Regions from separate parts of the Muntiacus reevesi genome. Here region 2 is linked to region 1. Evidence: chromatin contacts called from public Hi-C data. All regions are on one chromosome and are shown on one strand. The core of a region is the stretch at or near the end of the contact, and the rest is flanking DNA. Distances in the headings are between cores, read along the strand shown.

Evidence for each region. A called contact is a pair of places that touch in the nucleus more often than the background predicts.
Region 2: a Hi-C map of blood shows a contact between it and region 1, with 2.6 times the contacts expected there. The contact joins the promoter of ODC1 here to the promoter of RRM2 in region 1. A contact is called at or near these places in 2 of 3 Hi-C or Micro-C datasets (blood and muscle).

What each region holds. Positions count from the first base shown.
Region 1 is chr3:18,671,382-18,678,909 of mMunRee1.1, reverse strand. RRM2 (ribonucleotide reductase regulatory subunit M2) reads right to left here and starts at 4,145. Exons shown (of 10, transcript XM_065928584.1): 1 at 3,992-4,145; 2 at 3,820-3,894; 3 at 3,323-3,466; 4 at 2,921-3,037; 5 at 2,168-2,301; 6 at 467-561; 7 at 220-353. The coding sequence starts at 4,090.
Region 2 is chr3:18,959,610-18,967,137 of mMunRee1.1, reverse strand. It overlaps ODC1 (ornithine decarboxylase 1), which reads left to right and starts at 3,162. Exons shown (of 11, transcript XM_065928587.1): 1 at 3,162-3,434; 2 at 6,118-6,251; 3 at 6,523-6,696; 4 at 6,860-7,032; 5 at 7,239-7,373; 6 at 7,510-7,528. The coding sequence starts at 6,150. LOC136165822 (small nucleolar RNA SNORA42/SNORA80 family) reads left to right here and starts at 4,671; the gene lies at 4,671-4,803.

The sequences.
Region 1 (7,528 bases), core at 2,896-5,395:
CCTAAAAAAAATTCCATACATAGAGAAATACCTATGTATACTGAGAATATGAGTAAAATAATTTCAGCAAATTATTTCATTCTCTGCCAAGATGCCTATGGTTGAACCCACAAGTTAAATGTGCATTTAAGGCAATCTCACATCTTGGGTTCCCGTCAGTGAACACGGGGTTGTAGGTGTTTGGGGTGCAGGTCAGCCTGTTTTCTGAATTAGACCCACCTCATCTCTGCTAATAAGTTCATTGGAAAACGTGAGGCCAGGCATCAGTCCTCGTTTCTTGAGCCAGAATATCGATGCAAAAGAACCGGAAAAGAAGATGCCTTCCACTGCGGCAAAGGCTACCACACGTTCTCCTACAGTTAAAAACAAAATATTTCTGTGAGTATCTGTCTGTGTTCATAGGAACAAACCAGTAACATCACTTAGAAAATGAAGCTCAGGGGTAACTAGGGCCAAGGTCCCTTACCATATGTAGCTTCTTTGTCCCCAATCCAGCGCAAGGCCCAATCTGCCTTCTTCTTCACACAAGGCATCGTCTCAATGGCGTTGAAGAGAAATTCCCTGGTAGGCACACACAGATGATCAGCCATTCTAGCAAAGACTTCTAGTATCAGCTTCTCAGTAAGAGCACTGGGACCATGACCAATTTGGGATTCAAACTGAAATGTTTTCTTTTTACTAGCTTGCTTTTTCCTCCAGTGTTTTAGAAAAAATATCAAAAATCCATTTGGTTTATGTGAATAAAATTTAGGTACCATTAGTTCATACTAAGCCCCACAACCTCAGTCTGTTACATCAAGAGCATTGATTGGTTTCATTATTTCAAGTTCAGGTGATAACAAGGTCCACAGGCCCTATCTTTAAATTCAAAGAACTGCAAAAGCTTAACTGCTAGGACTACTTAAGTTATGTTGACCATTGTCTCCCTAAACTGATGCCCTAACCGCCTACACAATATCACTGTGCCAATTATTTGGGCCCCAAATGCCGTAAGTATATAATAAAATAATTGAAGTCAATAAACTAAACAACCTGTGATTGCTTTCACTTTATAACTCTGCTACATCCTTGATCCCAGGTCAGAAAAGCAAACCAACTGGCCCTACACTCACCCAGGTCTTCCTCATTACCCTATTCCTCCCTGCGCCTACTTTGGGAGTCCAGAGATTCCCCAGCCTGTCCCAGTGAACTTGTTTCCATCAGACCTTGGGCTCCTTTTATTCTCTTTCCTTGACTCTCCCTAGCTTTCAAAGCTCAACCATCAGGCCATTCTGATCCCTCCCTTCTGGTAACCTATTCCAATCATGCCCTACCTTTACTTTCTTTTCTCATTTCTGTCTGCAAACATGTTCAAATCATTTTACAACCGCCCCCTGGCCCCCGCAAAGAGTTTCCTCCATCCTGCTGGCCTTTCAAGTCACCACTCATTTTCCCTCTTCACTTTCTTCCACATCATCTACAAAAGGCAACTCCTCAGCTTCACCAGTTCTGTGCTACACAGGCTCTTGTCCTGAAGCTGACCTTAGTATCTAAACTACTCAAACGCCTATTTCTAGTGCTCCCCTCCTCTCCAGTCCATCCTGACAATGTAAAATAGGCCCTAAGCTACTTACATTTGCTCTCTGTTATCCCAATATATACTATCATTTCAGGCAAATTGCTGTGTGCCTGAATTAATTTCATGGTTCACTGATGCCTCTGTGCTATTATGTAATTCCTCCACTTATATTCCTAGGTCTTATTTTCTATATTATGTTGCAAGCCCCTTAAGAGGCTGGTTTTATTTTCAACTTTGCATCCTCCACCCACTCCACCCTGCGCCAGCCTCACACTGTAAGTTGACAGATTTGTCAGATATGAAAACTATCAAATCTAAGTTTTAGCTCATCAGACAGCCTCTTGGAATGTTTTCTCAGAAGGCATTAGATTGGATGTTCACTAGTATGTTTCCAGCTCTCAAAGGATGGAGTAACCTTATAACTGTTTTTAGCAATTGACTAGTAAAGTGAATTTAGGCCTGTTCTTAAGAGTAGACATGACCATGGGTGCTAGGAGTTTCTTTGACTTACTCATTTTAGAGTCATTTTTCTATCCCTATACGATTTCAAAAAGTAACAACCAGTAATCCTAAATAAATATGTTGGCATATCACCACCCAAATACTCACCTTTCTTTGGAATCTTTAATGTAAGTGTCAATGAGGAGACTATACATTTCCGAATGTATGTTTTCCATGGCAATTTGGAAGCCATAGAAACAACGGGCTTCAGTAATCTGAACTTCTTGGCTAAACCGCTCCACCTAGTGGTAAAACACAAAGATCATTTTATGGAAAATCTACCAGCAGCAATTCAGTCAATGAACACTGGTTGCCTCACACTTCCGTTTTTGTATCATTATAAGCTAGACATAGCAATTCATTTTCATTCATTGCAAGGAGGATGCACTCAAGACATAGATGTGACCAGTTATTAAAAAAAAAGCAAAGCCACAAAATGGAGAGCAAATAGATAGTTACTAGGGTTCTGGATGTATTACTATCACTTAGTTAAGTCGCTCAGTCGTGTCCGACTCTTTGTGACCCTGTGGACTGTAGCCCATCAGGCTCCTCTGTCCATGGGATTCTCCAGGCAAGAATACTGGAGTGGGTTGCCATTTCCTTCACATAACATTGCCTTAACATTGTTTCTGCACAGTTGAGGGAAAAAAATACCATAAGGAAGAAAATAACTGTAAAGTACACTATAGAACAGAAAATGCCATAGAATATAAAACCCTGGTTTACAGATATAGATATATACATCTTCAGTGTGCAAAATTTTAAAAGACAAAAAAGAGAATTGTTAGTTCTCACGTAAATCTTGAGTAAAGGTACTTTTTCCGGGGCTGGGGGGAGGGGTGGGAGACAGGGGGAACTCACCAAATTTTCATTTACTATGCCATCACTTGCTGCAAAGAAAGCCAGCACATGGGAAATAAAATATCTCTCCTCAGGCTTCAGAGCTTCCCAGTGCTGAATGTCCTTGGAAAGGTCCACCTGAAATACAGAAGTTCACAAAGGGTTCAAGCCGGCAGGACCTTCACACATACGCCTAATGGTTCAACTTTAATAAGTCTACTAGCACCACCTGATTTATATACCCCTCCCATATTCTGCCAATTTGAACATCTCACATCCTGAGTGGACAACCATTCCAAACAGGGATAGGGAGAACAGCAAAGCATATTTTAAACATGTTATAGCCGGCCCGGCTGGGGTCTTCCTCTAGAGAGGCAATGGGCAAAGGGTCTTTTAAGTCTCCTAGTTGCTGCATCTGATTACCTCCTCAGCTGTCCAAAAGGAAGCCTCAGCTTTCTTATACATCTGCCAAATATCATGGTATTCGATAGGAAAGATGACAAAGCGGCGGGGGTTTTCTCTCAGAAGTGGTTCGTCCTCCACACTGGGGGCAGATAGCTTAGGGTTCTGTTGGGAGAGGAAAATGTAAGGGGAAAAAAATGTTAAGTATAGGGCGAATCATGAAACTGTCATTTCTTTTTCAAGCAGAATACCTCCAATGATCAGAAATCCCATGGGCCTGAATGTAAGTCGGTTGTCATACTTGGATTTTATGGGAGTATAGAGAAATAGGAAATGTCCAGATGTGCAATGGTGCTGGGGAGGGAACAGACTTTGGCGGGAAGGCAGCGCGGGCCCGGGAAAGGTGGGTAGGGTTTGAGAGCAGACAATGAGGCTTTGGCGCCAAGCAGGCTCCGCCCGCACCGCCTTGCCTGCAGCGCCCCCTCGCCGCGCGCCCCCGCCGCAGCCCACCTACTCACCGGCTCTGAGGGCTCCTGGAAGATCCTCCTCGCGGTCTTGCTGGCCAGCACACGGGTCCCGCTGAGGGAAGGGGGCTGTAGGGAGGTGCGTGGTCAGAGGCCTGCCCGCGCCCCAACCCACCCACAGGACTCCGCCGCCCTGCCCCCGACCCCCGCCCCCCGGGGCGCTCACAGTGTTCTCCTTGTCCGCTAGGCTGAGCCCCTTCAGGGGCGAGAGCTGCTGCTGCTGCGGGTCAGCGATGGTGGCGAGCGGGACGCGGACGGAGAGCATGGTGGCGAGAAGGTCAGTGCGGTGGGGCTGCGCGCGAGTCCCGAGAGCCCCTGCAAGGCCCCGCGGGGGAATATTTAAAACCCCAGGCGCCGGCCCAGTGGGCGGGGCCACTTCCCCATTGGCTGGATCCCGGCTGGCCCCGCCCACCCCACACAGATTCAAGCGCAGCGCGGGAGCTCAGTCTGGCCCCCAGGCCCTGCCCTCCCGGGACCCCCGGGCACCTGCCCCTCCCAGGCCTCTGGGGGGCCGCGAGCGCCGCCGCCCGCCTCCCCGAAGACCTCGTCGGACAAAGGCTGCAGCCCCTGCGCGCTCCGTGCGCCCTAGCGGGCGCGAGGGCACTCTCGCGCGTCCCCGGAACGGTTTGGGATTGAATGAAGCAACGCGATTGGAGCCCGCCGGCCCGCGAGCGGGAGCGAATTCCCCACCCCCGCGGAGCCCCACCTCTCTGAAGACGTCTCTGGAACCCGGTTCTCGGTTCCGCGTAAATAGTTTTTGCAGATGAGCTTGGTACGGAGGCCCGTAAAACGCCCCTGACTGCGAGGGAGATGTGGCTGCGGCGATCTGGATACGTGTGTGTACCCGGATGGGGGTTCCAGGTCCCTGAGGCCCGGCAAAGGTGGGGGCTGGCCGGTGGTGACCGCCTAACGGTTAGAGCCGCGGAACTACAGGGTCCCCGGGGTGCAGTGGCTGTGTCCCTTGGACACGTCATCTGTTGTCCCCTCGCTGGTAAAATGGGCTTGTAGCCATATCTAAGCTGCGGGCTTTCTAATAAAACGAGAAGACTAAATGAGGTAATTCATGAACAATACGAAGTCCATTGTAAACCTTCAAGCTGATAACAGAGAGGGTCTTTGGTGAAGTTTCCCCCTGAAATCTCGTCCTCAACGTCGACAGTGTTTTAAAAATTGCAAACTGAGCGAAGATTCAGAGAAAAAGTTCCGAGAATGATTGAATAACTAGGACTTCATATACTCCTTTAAAAGTGAAAAGTGAAGTCCACTCAGTCATGTCCGACTCTTTGCGACCCCATGAACTGTAGCCTGCCAGACTGCTCTGTCCATGGAATTTTCCAGGCAAGGATACTGGAGTGGGTTGCCATTTCCTTCTCTAGGGGATATTCCCAAACCAGGGATCGAACCCCGGTCTCCCGCACTGCAGGCAGACGTTTGACGTCTGAGCCACCAGGGAAGCCCAAATAAGCCCATTTACTGCGTATTGGGCCTCAAAGAGCTTGAAGAGGAGGTTGAAACCCTCCATTGGGGTGATGGTGGAGGCATAAACTTAGTAATATTTTAATTTTACTTTACACTTGGTCTTTCAAATTTGCCATAGATTTTTGCCCTGCATGTGGCAAAACGCCAGAAATGACTGATGAGACAGAAGTGTTAGGATCCAGGAAAGAAATGATTAACCAGGATAAGCTCTAACAGCTCACACACTCAGGGCTGTCACTGAGTGAGGCTTGGACTTTGTACACTGTCTTTTCTAGATACAATACTTTAAATAGGTGAGGGTAGGGAAGGATACCCTCCCCACAGAGGTCTATTTCTTAGAGTACTGTATACTGTGTTTAAAGTATTCTCTAAGCCTGAGAAGAAAGGTCAGCGACCATCACATCTCTTAGACAAAGCAACAACTAAAACTTTGGTCTCAATCATGTGTTTGAAAGCAAGTCACAGACATTGTCAATTTCCCCGTTGGCATGTACCTCCAGAAAATGGGTATTTTTATTGACAGATGTGGTCATAACTTTATCAGCCATAAAACTAACAAAACTATCGAGAAGTCCTTGGTATCCTCTAATACCTGACTCACATTCCGATTTCGGGTAATTCATATCCGACCTGCTCCTTTTGGTGGCTGCCCCAGGCACCATGTGCTTTTTTTTATAAGCTCCTGCTATATAGTCTGTGCACGGGTACCATAAAGGATCACTCTGAGAGCCAGAAGCTGTGACTTCATTTTCGGCTGAACAGCCACGAGGCAGTGGTGGTGGGGGTGGGGGGCGGTAAGCCGCCTTCCTTACCGTCGCCTCCTCCCACCTCTGAGTCATTCCGGCATGTCCCGACTTCCCCCTACATCGGGTTTTTACTGCTCTCACTTTATAAAGAAGGAAGCAAGGGCCGAAGGCTACGTGGCCCCGCCGAGGGGTCACATAGCCGATTCAAGGTTCTGGTCTGCAGTGGCCCCGTCCGTCTCTTTGCCTGGGTACTGTAGAGAGAAAGGGCCCCGGCGGGACCAGGTCTGGCCCAGTCCCCGGAAGAGAGATTGTTCCCGGCAGCCGCCAAGCGCTGAGATCCGCCTGGGATCTTCCCCCTTTTCCCTTCCGCGCCAGTTTTGACAGCTCCTCGGCGACTGGTCCACACACGGAGGCTCCGCCCCCAACTTCCGGGAGACCGTGCTCATTCATAGCTTTGGGATCCCACGCCGGCCACCGCAAGCCGCACCCCGCTTCCGCCACCCGCCCCCCAGTGGCCACGCCCCCCGAAGTCGCACTTTTTTTTTCCGCCTGGAGGCGCACGAGATGCGGCTCAGTGACATCTACCCGGCCCCTCGCTCGCTTCACCCCCAGGCAGCATCATTAAGCGTCAGCCCACCCAGGGAGCTCAAGTGAGTTTCCCGATGCCGCTCATGCCTCCATATATACCTGACATCGTGCTGGAGACTGTCATAATAGTACTAATGACGATGACCCTATAGCCGCTGGACCAGGCGATTTACACTTTAATCCAGAGACAGTGGGAAAGTAGGTGTTTTCAGCCCTGTTCTTAGTTTGAGACTAAGGCCCGAGAGGCAAGGAGGCTGCCAAGGTCACACAGCTCCTTTCACTGCACAGCGGCAACTTTTCTTTCCCAACTTTTTATTAACAGTATTTTCAACAGGGATTTCCCTGGTGGTGGCCCAGTGGATAAGAATCTGCCTCCCAGTGCAAGGGACTTGGGTTCCATCCCTGGTCCAGGAAGATCCCACATGCCTTGTAGCAACAGAGCCTGTTGCTACAGCTACAGAGCCCACATGCCCTGGAACCCAGAGCTCCAGAAGAAGAGAAGCAGTGGCAATGCGAAGCCCCTGCTCCCAGCAACTAGAGAAAGCCCCCGCACAGCAACCAAGACCTAGTACAGCCAAAACATAAAATAGTAATAAATAAATGATTTTTTTTTTAATTTAAGGAATGTATTCTACAGGGATTTCCCTCATAGTCCAGTGGCTAAGACTCCAGGATCCCAATGAAGGGGTCCTAGGTTCAATCCCCGGTCAGGGAAGTAAATCCCACATGCCACATCTCAGACTTCACACAGCCAGATAAATATATATATATATATTTATATATATATATATATATATATATATGTATTTAATGTTTTCAACATACAGAAAAATGAGACGAAGTCTACAGTGTTCACCCATCATCTAGGATTCAACAGTTGTTTCTCTTTT
Region 2 (7,528 bases), core at 1,913-4,412, 290 kb before region 1:
CATGTAAGGGTAACTTCATAGTTTGCAAGGATCTGCTGCTTTTCTTTAAGAAAAAAAAGAAAATTGTAAGGGAGAAGATAAAGTCTATGGAATTTATGCAGAAAGACAAGAATGCCATGCATTTGAGCAAGACCAGGTTTAGTCACTGTAGGTTTATCTTCTTGGATCCAGATTAGTAACTGGGTTTAATGACTCAGGCCTGCTGACTCCCAGGCCTAAGGCCAAAGCCAAGAGTCTGCCTGCAGCCCCAGGGCCAGCCCTCAGGGAACAAGCACCTCCTCCTTCTCTTGCTTCTGTTTTCCCATCTGGGTCAAGATGGGTCATCTGGGTATGGCCAGGCCTCCCCAGAAGATTATGCAGCATACATGCAGTTCGTATGTTAGAGGTGGACTGGCAGGAGAGGCCGTGTGTGGGGGTGACCCATGTGGGAGTAGCACGTGTGACTGGCAGAGAGACAGATCACTTGGCTTCCTGAATCGAGAATTCGCCTCTTTGTTCTAGTGAATACTTTTAATTCTAAAATATGATCACAGGACTGAGTTCAAAGAGACCCTAGACCAGGGCCAGACTGTTGATGGCTGGAGACAGAGAGGCTCATATAGGGTCAAGGAGATGGCCAAGGTCACATAACAGCAAGATGCCGGCAGGACGCAGGGCAGGGGGGCTGGCTGGCCTTCTCCCCACACAAGGCTCCCACTAGGAGCCCATACTCGGAGACATCCGGTTCCCCCCACTGGAAGGAAGCCCAATAGCAGGGGACAGTGATCACCACAAGGACTGCTTGATTGATGGGCCTGGGAGAGCCAGGGAGCACAGACAATGCTCCTTCTTGGCCTTGGCACTGGACCCGGGAGACTTCCGGAATTTGAGGGAAAAAAATCTGCATGTCACTGGAACAAAATGTTTCTTCACAGAGCGGGGACAAATCCCAGAGTGTTCACCACGAAGCTGTCCCACTTAGTGAGTGCCTGGGGCTGTAATGTTCTCTGATGGGACTGCTTATTGCATTGTTAATCTCAATCCCTCCTAGGAATTAAACTTGCTGGGGTAGAGTAACTTCCCCCTCTCTCTCCCTAGTGGTACCTGGTACTGTGGTTGCTCAAGGACTACGTAAAGATGAAATTGATCAGGGTGACCAAGAGAAAAGGCAGCTGTCATGTCCCCTCACGTAACGAGGACTCGCTGCTGTTTACTCTCTTCTGTTGTCTCCTTGATTCTGTGGAAGCCACGCATGGCCCAGGGAAAGTTCGATTACTCATTCACTTCTGCATTCATAAAACTAGTACTCTTCACAAAGGAGGTTTTTGTAGCAGTGAAGATCCTTGGGTCATCTAGTCCAATTTCCTCCTGAGGCCCAGAGAAGGGAGGTAACTAACCCAAGGTCACACAGCAAGTTGAGACCAAGGTAGACTATAGTACTGAGCTCTGCCAGGCTTGTCCCCTGCACTGACTGTGTGGTTAGGGCTAGTTTCACACCTTTTTACTCCCACCCGCAGCCCTCAGGTCAGTCACACCCTACGTTGGGACATAATGGTATCTGTTGGACTTTGTCTACAAGGGAAGGAACACTTTAAATGCAAGGGGGAAAAAGTGCCCCACATGCCTCCCTGAGGTTGGCAGGGGTGGTGAGGGTGGGCAGCATCTGGGAGAGGCCAGTTCTCCACCATAGTCTTGGCTGCACTCCTGGGGACTCCTAATTTCCCAGTTTTTGCCATATGGTATTTCTCCCATAGACACTGTTGCTGTGTTGGGACTCACATAACCCTCCCAAAGACAGCCAATCACAGCTGCCCTCAGAGAAGTCATTGATAAGCGCCACTCAATACAGTAACAGACTTTATTATCATAGGCTCCAAAATCACTGCAGATGGTGACTGCAGCCATGAAATTAAAAGATGCTTGCTCCTTGGAAGAAAAGCTATGACAAACCTAGACAGTGTATTAAAAAGTGGAGACATTACTTTGCCAACAAAGGTCTGAATAGTCAAAGCTATGGTTTTCCCAATAGTCATGTATGGATGTTAGAGTTGGACTATAAAGAAAGCTGAGCACGGACGAATTGATGCTTTCGAACTGTGGTGTTGGAGAAGACTCTTGAGAGTCCCTTGGACTGCAAGGAGATCAAACCAGTCCATCCTAAAATAAATAAATCCTGGAAGGACTGAGGCTAAAGCTCCAATACTTTGGCCACCTGATTTGATGAGCCTAGTGATTAGAAAAAGACCCCGATGCTGGGAAAGGTTGAAGGCAGGAGAAGGGGACGACAGAGGATGAGATGGCTGGATGGCATCACCGACTCAACCAACAGGAGTCTGAGCAAGCTCCAGGAGATGGTGAAGGACAGGGACGCCTGGTGTGCTGCAGTCCCTGGGGTCGCAGAGTCGGAAACGACTGAGCGACTGAACAACAATACAAAGGACAGTAGAGCACCCGGTGGCTTGCAGACCTGTTACCTCCCACCCCTTGCCCTAACGCCCTTAGACGAGTCTCTGGCTTAACAAGCGCAACGTGCCTCTTCGCGTGTCCTCGGCTGCCTGCTACCTTCTAGGAGGACAACCGGACATGTCAGACGCGGTTCAAAACGCTCAGCGGCTCGAGAGCCGCCCAGAGCTGTGCCTCTTAATTTGCCCGCTGATCGCTGCCCCTTCTGCCTCCTGCCCCTCTTCTTCGTGGGGTGGAGCTGCGCCAGGATCACCTCCAGGCCCTCCCACCGGCATATGCAGACGTCCCGCAGAAAGAAAAGGTCCGGGGTCCGCCAGGTAGGGTCCACGTGGCCCGCTCGCGCCCAGCGATTTCCGTTCTCTGCCGGAGGGCACGCGGCATTTGATGCCAGGTGGAAGGAGAGCGCTGGCTTGGCGCACACGCTGCCATCCGGCGGGCGGTCAGAGGCAGGTTTTGCAATCCTTCGGCTGGCGTGCGAGCCATTCCCCGCCCTAGGCGGCCGGCCAAGCGCGCTGAGCCCCGGGGGCCCGCGGCTGGTGCGCATGCTCGGGCCGGCGGCGGGCCCGGGAGGGGCGGGGTTGGGCGGGGTTGGGCGGGGCTCGGAGGCGCTGACGTCGATCCGCCGGCGCCCCCCGCCCCTCCCTCTCACCGTCCCGGGTTGGCCCCTCCCCCTCCCGGGGAGGACGCCCGGACGGAACCGATCGCGGCTGGTTTGAGCTGGTGCGTCTCCATGACGACACGCGCGGCACTATAAGTAGCGGCACGGCGGCGCGCAGGGCTTTGTCAGTTCCCTCTCAGCCTCCGCCGCCGCCGCCCCTCTGCCAGCGCTCCGGCGCCACCTCGGGCCGGCGGTCCTCCGCGGGAGGGAGCGAGGCGGCGGGCGGCCGGGCGAGCGGCTGACGGGGGCGGCGGGGCGGCCGGCGGGTCCTGCAGCGCTCGGCGGCGGCGCGTTGTCTCCATGGGGTCGGCCCCCCGCGCCCCTGCGCTCTGAGGTAAGAGGGGTAGCGTTCGGGCGGTAGGGAGGCCGGCGGGCGGGCGGGCGCGGGTGAGAGGCGGGGGGTGACGGCCACGTGTCCCGGAGGCCGGGGCAGACCGGGCGCCTGGAGCTGCGAGGACACGTGGTCGCAGAGCCCGGCCCGTCGGCCCTGGGGGTCCCGGGTGGAGCCGGGCCCCGACCCCTTCCGGCTCAAGGGCAGCCTGGCGCTGGAACGGCCCGGGGTTCACCTTTTCTGAACCACGTCAGTGAGGGTTTTCTGAGCCGGAAGCTCTTTGAAAAGCTCAACCCTTCAGCCGCTATATTTTTTTCACACCATGTGGTGGTCCGGCAGCAGGTGCAGGAGAGGCAGGAGGCGAGCCCGGCACAGATCTCGGGGTGCCGGCCGCTCGTGCACGTGCCGTTCCGCCGTGTTGCCCTGGAATTTTCATTTATATTTTAGCTTCTTTTTTTTCCCCTTTTTCCTTGCTGTGTGTACAGAGCGAATGGCCCAATATAGAAAGCCACTCAGATCGCTAGAGCTGAGATAACCCGTGTGTAACTGATACTGCTCGGCCGGGCTTAGAAATGTTGACGGAATCTTTCAATGACTTGGTGATTTAAGAAAAGTCCTTAGATTAAAGGTCAGGCGAACGACTAAGACGTAGGAGCCAGTCCCAAGATTTTCCCCAAACGGCCGACTGTTTGAAATAGAACCTCTTAGGAGTGTCTAGTAGGGAGGACAGAATGTGCTAATTTCATTCAAACCTAAAATTTAATCGATTTGTATTTTTCAATTGCAGTTTGAATTAGTACCTGTCTAACGTTTCCCAATTGGCAAGAAAGAATTTCATACCAGAGAAGGACCATGTTTTGCTAATCCATGTCTTTTTTAAGTAATTTAGCTATACAGAAAGAACACCCAAAGATGTTCTGGGGTGAACTTTCTCTGTATCAAAAGTTACTGAAGTAAAGCTTTGAAAGATACAAGGAAGCAGAATACTTAATAGTGGTGTGTTTCTGAGAAACACACACTTGGTAAATTTAAGCCTGAATGTTGTCTTTCTTTTTTTTTTTTTAAAGACCCTAAAGGGGCCCAGTCTATCACTGGTGACCCTATTTAAATGTTACTTTTGTAGACAGAATGTGTGTGCTGGTGTTTATTTTGTTCCCTTCTCCTAAGGGCGAATTAGGAAACTAGGAGGTTGACAAAGCCAGCAAGTCACATTAGATCAAGTCTTGCAAGTTCTCCGATGCATGGGTTTGGATTTATGGCAGGCTCGTCCCCCTGGGCCTCTCATAGTGTCCCATGCCAGAGCAAACGCGGCCCCGAACCATTGCCTGGCCTCTGCCAGTAGGCTGCAGGCACTGAAGCGGGTTGCACAGTGGAAAAGATGCCCTCCCTATCAGATTAAATAGATTAAAATAATAATTTTAAGGTAACTCATTGACCAATGTCACATTTTGTGAATGCCACGAACTGTGACTTTGATGGTTAAATGAGCCTTATTTTTGCTTATTCATAAATTGTTTGCTAATTCTTGTAATTCATAGTTGAATGATTCCCAGGTGATTATCATTCATAGCCAAGCTTGTAAGTTAGAGTGCCTGTGAGGATAGTTGGGATTCCCAGAATTGCTAGTTTAATAGGCAGTGCTGGTTTTAGAATATCGATTGCCATTCAGATGCAGCAGCTGTAATATATTCTGTTGATTTTTTTAGATTGCATTTTTTAAAAAAAAACATATGCCTAGCATGAAAATTAGCTCATTTCTCAGGAAAATTTAGAGCACTCAGTAAATTGATAACAATGTCTGTTGGTCACTGAAAGTTCTTCTGTATAAGACTTAGCGGATGTAGGAAATACGGCAGCTTTGCAAAATTGCTATAATAGTGTTTTAAGCTTCTAAAGAAAAACAGGTCTGAAATAAAGTAAGCTAACTGTCATGAAGCTTTTTCCTTCTCAGTGGACTAAGTCCAGGAAAGTTTCTGAAACCTCTATTCTGCATTTTAGCAAGGATGTTTGGAGTGCCTTTTTTGAGGTGGACAGTACTATATATGGGCTTCCTTGATAACACAGCTGGTAAAGAATCTGCCTGCAATGCATGGGTTCCATCCCTGGGTCGGGAAGATTCTCTGGAGAAGGGCATGGCAACCCACTCCAGTTTTCTTGCCTGGAGAATCCATCCCATGGACAGAGGAGCCTGGAGGGCTACAGTACATGGGGTCACAAAGAGTCAAGCACGACTGAGTGACTAAGTACAGTATTATATATGGAAGTTGAGTGTGAAAAACTCTAGTGTTGAATTTGTGAGGTCCTCATTCCATTGAGATTTATAGAATCATGGGACTTAAACCTAGGAATAATGGGATTTCCAAACCCAGGGAGGGTGCTTTAGTAGCCCTGCTTCTTGTGTGTGTGTGTGTGTGCTGTCAATGCCTGATCTTCCAATTTAATGTGTTCTGAAGGTGGACAGCAGATTGTGTGTTTATCAAAGATTTCCACTGCTGCACAGAGAGCACACACATCTTCAGTGGACTTGGAATTCCTGGAAAATTGCCTTTGTGAAAAGTGGGCATAATCCCTTTAAATTCCATCTCTTAAGTTTTCTATGTAAGTATTTGTGATTGTTGCAAGTTTATCTTAGGAGTTAGTAAGTATTAAAAAGACTTCTGAGTAGATTTGTCTGCTCTATTTGCAGTTTGTTGTGTCTCAAAAAGACATCAAGAAACCATGAACAGCTTTAGTAATGAAGAGTTTGACTGCCATTTCTTGGATGAAGGCTTTACTGCCAAGGACATTCTGGACCAAAAAATTAATGAAGTTTCTTCTTCTGTAAGTATATGTGAAGTCCGTGCTGGTAGTGCAGCTTTGAGAATGTTAGGCAGATGAATGGGAAACTTCAGAGGGGTCTTATGGAAATGGCTTGTTCAGGAATTGGGAGTTTATAATTGGCTGTGGATCCTCCAGTGACAATAGTGATTATCATGTCCATGATTGACTAGAGTAGGGTTCATGAGAATGATGGGCAAGAGAAGGGAAGGCTGTGCCTTGGTCACATCTGTTAAAATTGCTGATGGGTCTTCTGTAACCACTCTTACTGCAGGATGATAAGGATGCCTTCTATGTTGCGGACCTGGGAGACATTCTGAAGAAACATCTGAGATGGTTGAAAGCTCTTCCTCGGGTCACCCCCTTTTATGCAGTCAAATGCAATGATAGCAGAACCATAGTGAAGACACTCGCTGCCATTGGGACAGGATTTGACTGTGCCAGCAAGGTGAGCAAAAGCAGCAGAACTCAAATGATGTCTGTCCCAGCAGGGCAGATCAGAATTGCTTTGCTTGAGCAGAGGGTGCTAAAGAGAGTGGGCATGGTGCCAGCTTCTCATGGGCCAGCTTTCCATATATTAGCTACATGTGTAAATACCTCTTCTTTTTCAGACTGAAATACAGTTGGTGCAGAGTCTTGGGGTGCCCCCAGAGAGGATTATCTATGCCAATCCGTGTAAACAAGTGTCTCAGATTAAGTATGCCGCCAATAACGGAGTCCAGATGATGACTTTTGATAGTGAAGTCGAGCTGATGAAAGTTGCCAGGGCACATCCAAAGGCCAAGTGAGTTACTCCATTTGAGGGTGGATCAGATACAGGACATGTATAATGTGAACAAACTCAAATTTCCAGTTGTTAGATTTCCATACTAGTAAATTATCTGTGTACCAAATTAGACCACAGGGTATCAGAGCCAAGGAGTTATTTTAACCACGGCTGTAGGTGATCTTGTGTCGGTGGGAAATTTGATATACTTTTCTTGCTTCTAGGTTGGTTTTGCGTATCGCCACTGATGATTCCAAAGCAGTCTGTCGCCTCAGTGTCAAATTTGGTGCCACGCTTAAAACCAGCAGGCTTCTTTTGGAACGGGCGAAAGAGCTAGATATTGATGTCATTGGTGTCAGGTGAGATCTTGGTGATGGCAGAGATGGAGATGAAGTATTAGACAATGCAAATTTTATAAGTTTTCTCCCACTGTGAATAGTTATTTCCAGAAATAGAAAGAGCGTATTTTTCATTTGTTTTTTTTTTTGACACCAGCTTCCACGTGGGAAGTGGC